Linked DNA regions of Sus scrofa: region 1 is linked to region 2. Evidence: chromatin contacts called from public HiChIP or PLAC-seq data. All regions are on one chromosome and are shown on one strand. Each heading gives the region's core, a stretch centred on a gene start, on an enhancer-like site or on the middle of the called end of the contact. The rest is flanking DNA. Distances are from core to core; before and after follow the strand shown. Region 1 has its middle 66 kb from the start of TRNAD-GUC. Region 2 has its middle 72 kb from the start of TRNAD-GUC.

Region 1 (5,612 bases), core at 2,711-5,210, 140 kb before region 2:
AACTCTTAGGCCAGAAACTTCCATATGCCTCAGGCATGGCAGTAAAATAAATAAATAAATAATAGCATGATAAAAAATGGGCCATAAAAAAATTGCCAGATTTTGTAATATTAATAATAGAAAAATCTAGAAGAAAACATCCCTAATAAAATCATAAAATTGTCCACTGCTTCATTCTTGTCTGTTTTGAGTTTTGCTATTTAGATTTTTCTTTAGCTGCTAAATTTTCTACAATGTGAATGAAACTATTATAATTAAGGAAGAGATTATTTTTGAAACACAACTAGTATTATTTGTGCTGATTATAAAACACAATAAACCATTTCATGATTTATTTTCTAATTTTATTTTATTTTATTTTATTTTATTTTATTTTATTTTATTTATTTTATTTTATTTTATTTTATTTTAATCTTTTTTGCTTTTCTAGGGCTGCACTCGTGGCATATGGAAGTTCCCAGGCTAGGGGTCAAATTAGAGCTGCAGCTGCTGACCTACACCTCAGCCATAGCAACTCAGGATCCGAGCCACATCTGCAACCTACACTGCAGCTCGCCACAATGCTGGATTCTTAACCTACTGAGCAAGGCCAGGGATTGAACCTACATCCTCAAGGATCCTAGTCAGGTTCGTTAGCAAAGGGAACTCCTCTTTTCTAATTTTAAATGTTTTTCTCTGACCAAATGGTGTTTTCCTTTTGGATGATTTTTTTAAATTCTGTGTTATTAATTTACACACATATACACACAGAGACCTATATCTTGTATTTGAAAAGCTCTGTGGTTACAGTATTAACCACCTTCGGGTTTACGGAATTCTTAGCTACATTATTCACTTCACCACCAAGTAAAGTGAATTTCCAACATAGGGTTTGCACTGCTGACTTACACCTGCTTGCAAGATGTCCCAAGTGAAAGGTACAATGATAAATGTTAGGAGTACGTGCAATGCAGGCAAACTAGGTCAGCCTGGTTACCTGGCCTACCCCCTTTTCCTGCCCAATGAGCCATAAATGCTGCACCAGTGCTTGTCGTGACAGGGTGGGGACCTGTGGCTCCACAAGGCCCCCCGTCTGCAGACGGACTATTTAGAAAAGAACTTCCCTGAATGTTACTTGACGCAGCTTTTTGCTGATTTATGAATATACACACTCTCGCTACCTTGTCCCGCCCTTTGAATCATATCAATTTGCTACATCTCAGCAAAGAAAAAGAAAAAAAAAAAAGAATTGAAACCACTAATTACCCACACGTAGGTGAAAAAACACAAATCTCCACATCTGCTAACTCTAGGTGGATGAAGTTTATAAGCCTCATTGTCCCCTATTTCATAATCAAATTTTAATTACATAAGAAATTAATGAAATCAGGAGTTCCTGTTGTGGCTCAGTGATAATGAACCCGACTAGTATCCATGAGGATGCAGGTTTGATCCCTGGCCTTGCTCAGTGGGTTAAGGATCCGGCATTGCCGTGAGCTGTGGTATATGTCGCAGATGTGGCTCAGATCCTGTGTTGCTGTGGCTGTGACACAGGCTGGTGGCTACAGCTCCGATTGGACCCCTAGCCTGGGAACCTCCATATGCCACAGGTATGGCTCTAAAAAGACAAAAAATAAAATTAAAATAAAATAAAATAAAATAATGAAATCAGTCTCCCCTTAAACATTAGAACATTTACTTAAAAGGAACTTTTGACCATCTTCTCCAATTTCAGTCCCTCTCACCCTCCCCTAGACGGTTTGAGGTTGAGGGGTTCAGGCGTCTAGGCCTCTGCCCAGCACAGAACAGAAAGCGCAGCCAGGCCTCGTGAGGGTGGTTCTGTTTTCTTCTTTCTCTCTCTCTCTCTTCACATAAATGGTTTCACACTGTACTTATTCTGCAACTTGCTGATTTTTTTTTTCTTTTTTGAGCTCTATCCCAGGCTGGTTATTTGTTTTAACTGTGATCATCTAAATACACATTTTATTTGTCCCTTCTCTTTGATAGACACTTAGGTTATTCCAAGTTGTCATCATCACAAACAAGGTTACAGAGCACAAAATCACACCTGACAGTCCAGTGGGCACAACTTCTCCCATCCAGTTGTGGCCAGCATCACTGTCCCCCATATCCTCCCAGCTCCCCCACCTCCCCCTAAAACTGATGGCACTAATGGCCTGAACCTAGCCAGAACCCAGACTGGGACTTGAACCCACGGTTTTAAATTAGAATCACTCACCCTGTGTCTGGACTTACTGAGGTTCAGGTTCTTTATGCCTCTGCGCAGAAGGAATTCAATGAGAGACAAAGTGATAAGCAAGAAATAGATTTATTAAGACAGGACTCTTGTGGAGATCCCATCATGGCTCAGTGGTTAATGAATCTGACTAGCATCCATGAGGGCACAGGTTTGATCCTTGCCCTTGTTCAGTGGGTTAAGGATGCCCGTTGCTGTGAGATGTGGTATAGGTTGCTGCAGGTGCGGCTGGGACCTGGCAATACTGTGCTGTGGCCAGCAGCTACAGCTCCAATGCGACCCCTAGCCTGGGAACTTCCACATGCCCCGAGTGCAGCCCTAAAAAGGAAAAAAAGAAAAAAAAGAAAAAAAAGAAAAGTGTCTTATGAGAGATCAAGCAGGCAGGCAAGGAGGCTCAGCTCTCAGGATCCAGTGGGCTACAGTTTTATCATCCCAGGGGACTAGGGGTCAGAAAAGACCACCTCTCCCGTAAGGTGTGTATTCAAATCCACAGAAGGTGGTCCTCAAACTCCTGCCCTTAGACTGAATCTGAATGCAGGTCTCATCCCATCCACACCCAACCTCTCCCCAGGTGCCTCCCCTAGTCAAGCAAGCCTGCCTTATTCTGATGGCTTTCTTGAGCAATTTCCCTCTCTATCCATGATCCTTTCCTGGGACTTCTACAACTACCTGTGCCTACTCCATCCCTATCACCCCCACCCTGCACAATATTAGGGAATTAATTGACAGTCACATCACCCAGGATCTCAATCTCAATTCTCCCACCATCTGGACTTTGGTAAAATGGGAGTTGGGAGTGGGGGGTGGGGGGGATGTCTTGGGACATCACTCCCCCTGAATCACCCCAGGATTTGTGGGGCAAACTACTAGAAGAAACCAAACCAAGCCATCTCCTTCCTGCTCTAATGCAGACCTGGGCTCATGGGCAGATTCAAAGGCAAAATGTCTTTACTTCCCCTGAAACCTAAAAACCCACCTAAAGGTGGTTTAGTATTGATCATTCCCTCCCCTGGCTGAGAATGGCCTCATGGACTCAGCCCATCGAAGGGGTTTGGAGGAGTGGGGAAAGGCAACTGGGGAATTTTTGCTGGAGATCAGAGCGATTTTCCAAAACGACTAGGGCAGGAGGTCCAGTCTGACGCAGTCCTTTCACACGTGCTGCCTGCAGCCTGCGAATACAATCCCGGCCCTGTTCCCCGGCCCCAGGGCCATGGGAGAGTCATGAAGTCATCACAGCTGTGAGTGCGGGGCCCAGGGAGCCCCCAACGTGCTGGCCCGCATCCCATCCCCCGCAGGCCGGAAATGTGCACCGGCTACAGCTCAGACACCCGCGGGGGACACGCGGCCAGTCCAGCGCAAACAACCTGATATTGACCAGGCAGCCGGGAGACACAGACGCACACCCAGCGCGGGGACCGGCGCTGTCTGGGCACCAGCATCGCACCCCCTGGCCTCCCGGGACCAAGTGCCCAGATTTAAGTCATTTCACACTTGGAACGCGTTGCTCGAGGATGGCCTCCAGCCTGCCGCCTGGGTGTCAAGCACAGTTTCACTTAATATTGGAAAAGAGAGGTGGGGCCGGGGGTGTAGAACTGGGGCCTCACCACCGCCATTTGGGGGAGGCCGCCTTCATCTGAGGCGGGCCGCCAGGCCTCCTGCTCTGTCCCTGCCAGTGGAAAAAGCTACGTAAGTGCCAAGTCACAGGAGAGCGAGCCACTGCCCAGGGCTTTACAATCTGTTTCATGAGCCATTTCTCCCGGCCCGCCTGGCAGGAGAAGGTCTGCCTTAGGGCCGCAGCAGATGTGAACATGAGCGCCCGGGGCCTGCCTTCCCGCAGAGCACCGAGGCCTCCGAAGCAAGCAGGTGGCAGCCCGGGAAAATTCTGGGAGGGCCGGGGAGTTAGCCTCCCCTTTGATCTCGGCTTCGGCGGTCCTATGCGGTGGTTTGGGGACCGTTTTACACTGAGACCCCTTGCCCGATGCCAGAGCAGGATCTGTCTCTGCCTTATGTCCAGAAATGGTGGGGTTGGGCGGAGCAGAAAAAGGCTTCACAATCTAAGTTGCCCAAAAGGTCCTTTGTCCTGGGGAGAGGTGAACTGAGGGAAAGCAGGGATTGCGGCTGGAGTACCTAGAAGAAAAGTTGCCAGGAAGCCTGACCAGCAGAGATGGGGCTGGAAGTCAGGAATTCAGCATTTCTTTTCTTTTCTTTATTTTTAGAGCCGCACCCATGGCATATGGAGGTTCCCAGGCTAGGGGTTGAGTCAGAGCTACAGCTGCTGGCCTACACCACAGCCACAGCAACCCCAGATCCCAATCGCATCTGCGGCCTACACCACAGCTCAGGCAACGCCAGATCCTTAACCCACTGAGCGAGACCAGGGATCGAACCGGCAATCTCATGGTTTCTAGTTGGATTCGTTTCCGCTGCGCCACGATGAGAACTCTGAGAGAAAGTTCTTGAAAGTGGCCACCACACACCCCTCTCCAGGGCCTTTGTTCTCTCTTATCTGAAGAATCTGCACCAATGAGTGCTTGCTTAAATTTTTTTTTTTAAATAGTAAGAAACATGGTATGGATGTCCCCAAAGGGGGGTTTTTGACGAAGAATTGAGAAAACACGACACAGACATAGTTTTGAGGTGGAATGCAAAGCAATAGACATCATTTAGCCTCATAGTATATATATAATTGGTGTTTGAAAAATTGTAAATACTCATTATTAAAAAAAAACCACTCAAGGAGTTTCATCATGGCTCTGAAGAACCAGACACAGCATCCGTGAGGATGCAGGTTCACTCAGTGGGTTAAGGCTCTGGCGTTGCCATAAGCTGCAGGGTAGATCACAGATGCAGCTTGGATCTGGCGTTGCTGCAGCTGTGGTGTAGGCCTCAACTGCGGCTCCAATTCAACCCCTAGCCCAGAAACTTCCAATTCCACAGGGATGCCCTCCCCCCCAAAAAAAAAAATTACTCAGCTCTATATGCAATAAGTCAGCTCTCTGGATATATATTGGCTATAATCTGACTGTTCACGTAGTCTATCACCCAAACATAAAGCTATGGGCACCAAGCCGGCCCTCTAGAATGCCAGTCCCCCTGGCTGCAACTGAGCTCACCAGAGATTGTGTCTGCTGGTGGATATGCTGCTGACAGTTGCTAGGAACAGACCCACGGAAGGTGGGAATGAGAAGCCAAAAGTGGGGGATGGGGCTGCCTCTTCAGGAATTCTGCTTTGTGGCTCAGACCCCGTGAAACACACTGCCTCTCACTCTTCTGAGTGACAAAGCCCCCAGGTCAACAGGGACCAAAGGGGACTAAGTGGACTTCACAGAAGAGGGAGCCCACCTCCAGAGACCTTGCTTTCCGACACCCAATCCTA
Region 2 (5,371 bases), core at 863-3,362:
CCCTTGTCCTCATGGATACTAGTTGGATTTGTGGCTGTGGAGCCATTAGAGGAACTCCCTGTTCCAATAGACTGTTAGCCAGAGGTGCAGATGAGAGGCAAAGCTACTTGGCCAATTTTTCTCTGGAATAGACTAAGCCAGGTCTTCCACGTGACCAAGCAAGGGACAAGTGTGTGAGCCAATCGAATATAGGAGCCAAGCAAGGCTTTGTTTCAGCGAGGCCCCAATCTCCTTACAGGAGAAAGAAATTAGAATGAAATTAGGACCAAGCTGTCTAACTCATACTATGTAAAGACAAAGTTAACTACGAAACAGTCACCAAAGAGTAGAGAGCCAGAGTACCCAAAGAAGCATTCCCCATAGAGTCTGTAAGCTTTCTCTTCTTTTTTTTTTTTTTTTTTTCTGGTCTTTTTGCCATTTCTTGGGCCACTCCTGTGGCATATGGAGGTTCCCAGGCTAGGGGTCCAATTGGAGCTATAGCCACCGGCCTACAGCACAGCCACAGCAAAGCAGGGATCCAAGCCGTGTCTGCGACCTACCACAACACTGGATCCCCAATCCACTGAGTGAGGCCAGGGATTGAACCCACAACCTCAAGGTTCCTAGTTGGATTCGTTAACCACTGAGCCATGCCAGGAACTCCAGGCTTTCTCTTCTTTACTACAATGCCCCACTGCATAGCCCTTCAGCTAGAAACACCAAGGCTGCTGTTAGTCATTTAAGCAAAAGGAATCCACAACTAATGGAGAATATTCAGTGTTTTATAGGACACTGGCTAGCAGTCCCATTATGGTTTTCTTTGGCCATGGCATGCGATGGCTTGATGTGAGATCTCAGTTCCCAGACCAGGGGTTGAACCTGGGCCGCAGTGGTGAAAGCACCAATTCCTAACCACTAGACCACCAGGAAACTCCCCATCACTCACCTTTAACTCCATTTTGCCAAACAGATCATCAACCTCTTTTTTTTTTTTTCTTTTCTAGGGCCACATGTGAAGCATATGGAAGTTGCCAGGTTAAGGGTTGAATGTGAGCTGCAGCTGACGGCCTACACCACAGCCACAACAATGCCCATGCCAAGCCATGTCTGTGACCTACACTGCAGCTCACGGCAACGCCAGATCCTTAACCCACTGAGCAAGACCATGGATCGAACTCACATCCTCATGGATACCAGTCCTATTCTTAACCGACTGAGCCACAATGGAAACTCTGCAGATGATCAGCCTCAGTGTGAGTAGTTCTATTCTAGAATCATCAGTTTCCAGAGCTCTGTTGGATAACTGGGGCTGGGTAAGGATCATTGGCTGAACATTTCTAGAACCTACTTGATTTCATGATTCTTGATGATGGCCAGGAAGGAAGAAGGAAGGAGGAGAAGAGAAGTGAGCATTTGAACCTTCGGGGAGTTCCAGAATTTTGAGAGACAATAGCTGGTCATTGTAAGGGGGGAAAAAAAAAAGTGTTTTCAAATGCTTAAAATAGTTATCAAGGCCCATGGGAAACTTAGAGATGCTCTTGACCTACCTTTGGAAAATCTCCACGATGACCCTCACCCCAATTTCTCAGACGCTAGAAGCATCTCTGCTGCCCATGCCAACTGATGCGTCTGCAGTTTACAAGAGAAGATCCAGGTTGGCTACTGTCATTGATTTATGTGGAGCGGGGAGCAGTACTGTGGCATGTTCTTTCATCTAAAGCAAGGAAATGAACAAGAATGTGTAGTTTCCACTAACCAGGAATCTTATTTTATTTTATTTAGGGCCACACCCACGGCATATGGAGGTTCCCAGGCTAGGGATTCAATCAGAGCTGTAGCCGCAGGCCTACACCACAGCCACAGCCACACCAGATCTGAGCCATGTTTGAGATCTACCCCACAGCTCACGGCAGCCCCGGATCCTTAACCCTCTGAGCGAGGCCAGGGACGAACCTGCGTCCTCAAGGATGCTAGCCAGATTCATTTCTGCTGCGCCACGATGGGACCTCCCTAACCAGGAATTTTCATTGCCCTCCTTTCCTGACTCATAAAGGAGGTCAGAAGGAGGACGCTTCCTTGCCGCATCGTCTAGTTACCCCAGCCGGATGCCCCAACCTCCTTGCTTCTCCGACAACCAGGCTCCATGGGGTAAAATCAACAAGAGGCTGGGGACCATGGGAGTCTTTGTTCCCAAAGGGCCACAGTTATAGCCTTTTGCAGGGCATTTTACATGTCTCCTCTCTGGGAGGATTTTTCACCACTCAAGGCTTTCGATCTGTTTGAACGAGAAATTGTTTTACACTCCTGAATAACACATTCCTGTCCCACTATTTCTACATAACTTCCAGGATATGAAAACCACCCCATGGCTCCCAACATGGCTGTTTTCTTTCCTCCCATAAACAAACTCAGCAGTAAGCACGCCAGTGTGGTCACTCCAGAGCTGTGTATTGCTCAAGCTTTGTCCTTCAGTCCTTTGTTCTGCCAGACACTGATTATGACATTTCACCCCATGTCTGGAGAGCAGGAAGACTCTCTTCTGTGGCCTCTTGCCTGCAGCCATGTCCTTTGTCAGCCAGAAATAAATGATGTCAGCATCATGGATCCAGGCTCGGTCTATGAGAGGTTCGATCACAGCCCCAACATATCAGGTCCTAAGCCCTGGAACCAGGAAGCGTCACCTTACAGGAAAAAGGGTCTTTGCAGATGTGATTAAATTAGTAATCACAACATGGGGAGATTATTCTGGATTATCAAATGCAGGCATATGTATCTTTTTTTGGTGGGGAGATTATTCTGGATTATCAAATGCAAGTATATGTATCTCTTTTTTTGGTTGTCTTTTTAGGGCCACACCTGCAGCATATGGAAGTTCCCAGGCTAGGGGTCTAACTGGAGCTGCTGCTGCTGGTCTACATCAGAGCCACAGCAATGCCAGATCTGAGCCATGTCTTCAACCTATACCACAGCTCACAGTGATGCCAGATCCTTAACCCACTGAGTAGGGGGAGGGCTTAACCTGGGTCCTCATGGGTATGAGTCAGATTATTGGCCCTGAGCCATGATGGGAAGTCTGCACATGTATCCTTATAAAAGCAAGACTGGAGGGGCATTTGACCTAGACAGAAAGGGACACGGCAAGGAGACCATGGAGGCAGACCGGGGGGGGGGGGGGGATGCGGCCACAAGGTAAGGAATCCTGGTGGCCACCAACGGCTGGAAAAGGCAAGGAACATACTCACCCCCAGAACCCCTGGAGAGGGCAGAACCCTGCTGATGCTGACACCCTGGTTTCAGCTCAATGACGCTGATTTCAGACGGCTGCCATCCAGAACTGTGAGAGAATGAATTTCTGTTTGGGGTGGTTTGTGTGTTTGTCTTTTGGGGGCTGCACCTGCGGCATTTGGAAGTTCCCAGGCTAGGGGTCAATCAGATCTTCAGCTGTCAGCCACACCACAGCCACAGCAATGCCCGATCCGAGCTGCATCTTCGACCTACATCACAGCTCACAGCAATGCCGGATCCTTAACCCACTGAGCAAGGCCAGGGGTGGAACCCACATCCTCACGGATACTAGCTGGATTCGTTAATGTCGAGCCATAATAGAAACTCTGAATTTCTGTTTTAAGCCATCTGTGTTGTTCAAGCCATCACTGGAAACCACTACACACAGTTACCTGGGCCTCACCTTCAGCAGTTGGCAGCTTCATGCAGTCACGGCTGTGAGACCAAGTGCCTCTCAGCACGCTAACTTCTGTGACTTTTCTGAGGAAAAGCTGGCTCTATTCCTTCCTCAGTTGCCCCAGTATCTCCTGTGCTATTCCGACCCCTGAAAACCAACATGAGGAAGCAAAAACCCCACAGGAATATGCAAACCTGAGTTTCCAAGCTCAACTGCTAGCTCCCAATGTAACCAACCAATAAGACACAATCATAGAAAAAATGTTCTCTGGAGTTCCCATCATGGCGCAGTGGAGACGCACCTGACGAGGAACCATGAGGCTGAGGGTTCGATCCCTGGCCTGGCTCCTTGGGTTAAAGATCCGGCCTTGCCATGAGCTGTGGTGTAGGTCACAGATGCGGCTCGATCTGGCGTTGCTGTGACTGTGGTGTAGGCCAGTGGCTACAGCTCTGGTGGGACCCCTAGCCTGGGAGCTTCCATGTGCTGTGGGCACGCCCTAAAAAAGGACAAAAGACAAAAAGGAAAAAGGCAAATGTCTTCCAAGCCAGCTGATGATCATAACGAGTAGGCTGCAGCTGTGTGACCTTGGTTACTTTATTTTTCTGGGCTTCAATTTATTCATTTGAAAATGAAAATTGTAAAACACCTGTCTCAGACATGGCTCAGATCCCATGTTGCTGTGTCTATGGCCTAGGCCGGCAGCTACAGCTCCGATTTGACCCCTAACCTGGGACCTTCCATATGCCACAGATGCAGCCCTAAAAAGACAAGAAAAAAATAATAAAATAAAATAAAACACCTGTCTCCTTCAAAAGAGAAAAGAAATGTCCCTTGTAGTAGATGTACCCGAAATGTATCAATTAAATGTTTTCCCAGGATAAATATTATACCTAATTCTTTCTTCAGTGCCTATGGCCTTGACTAAATCTGATGGATTCAGAAACATTGGGATTTTTCTCCTAGAAAATGTCTCCCCCACTCCTAAAAGAGGAGGAATCCCTAAGAGTTTACTATAGGATTCCTGTGTTGGCTCAGAAGTAATGAACCAACTAGTATCTGTGAAGATGCTGATTCAACCCCTGGCCTCAATCAGTGGGTTAAGGATCTGGCGTTGCCGTGAGCTGTGGTGTAGGTCACAACTTGGCTCAGATCCCACATTGCTGCTGCAGCTCCAATTCAACCCCTAGCCTGAGAACTTCCACATGCCATGGGTGCAGCCCTAAAATGCAAAAAAAAAAAAAAAAAAAAAAAAAAAAAAAGGAAAGAAAGAAAAAGGAACTTTATTATTATAACAGCTCAGGAAGCATTATTTCAGATTAGATTATACTATGATTCCCCAAAGGATTTTCTACTTAGCCATGAAAACTATGTTGTAGATTAAACTTCAACCAAGAAGACACAAGTGTAGGAAAAAAAATTTTTATAAATCTTAAAGAAGAAATGTCATAATTGGGTTTGAGATCTTATGGAAACCAAGGAGAAAAAAAGACTTTTTTTCTTTCAAACGTTGCATTCCATAAAATTCTATAAATGGCAAAAGCTTTGTAATGCTATTTCATGGTCTTAAACATGCTTCAGAGCTTTGGGGCATTTTAAAAATATCATTTATATAAGCCAGGTTGAAAAAAAAAAGTAGCAATTTCTGGAGTCTAAATTAAATTGGTTGCTGTCCAAGATTTTTTGCATTAGGAGATGCCAGGGAAAAAAAAG

Evidence for each region. HiChIP or PLAC-seq counts read pairs in DNA pulled down with a chosen protein or histone mark.
Region 1: a contact with region 2 is called in an H3K27ac HiChIP or PLAC-seq map of skeletal muscle, with 3 times the contacts expected there. The contact joins two enhancer-like sites. A contact is called at or near these places in 1 of 47 Hi-C or Micro-C datasets (heart right ventricle) and 1 of 2 datasets of contacts at active chromatin or transcription factors (skeletal muscle).

The regions. Positions count from the first base shown.
Region 1 is chr10:28,288,254-28,293,865 of Sscrofa11.1, reverse strand. No RefSeq gene overlaps it. Among named protein-coding and RNA genes, the nearest start is that of TRNAD-GUC, 66 kb to the right of the region's middle. Within about 2 kb of position 3,960, at least 15 of the 83 cell types and tissues checked have an H3K27ac peak or open chromatin away from gene starts, as enhancers often do. A contact at or near this core is called in skeletal muscle, where this site is marked.
Region 2 is chr10:28,150,267-28,155,637 of Sscrofa11.1, reverse strand. No RefSeq gene overlaps it. Among named protein-coding and RNA genes, the nearest start is that of TRNAD-GUC, 72 kb to the left of the region's middle. Within about 2 kb of position 2,112, at least 14 of the 83 cell types and tissues checked have an H3K27ac peak or open chromatin away from gene starts, as enhancers often do. A contact at or near this core is called in skeletal muscle, where this site is marked.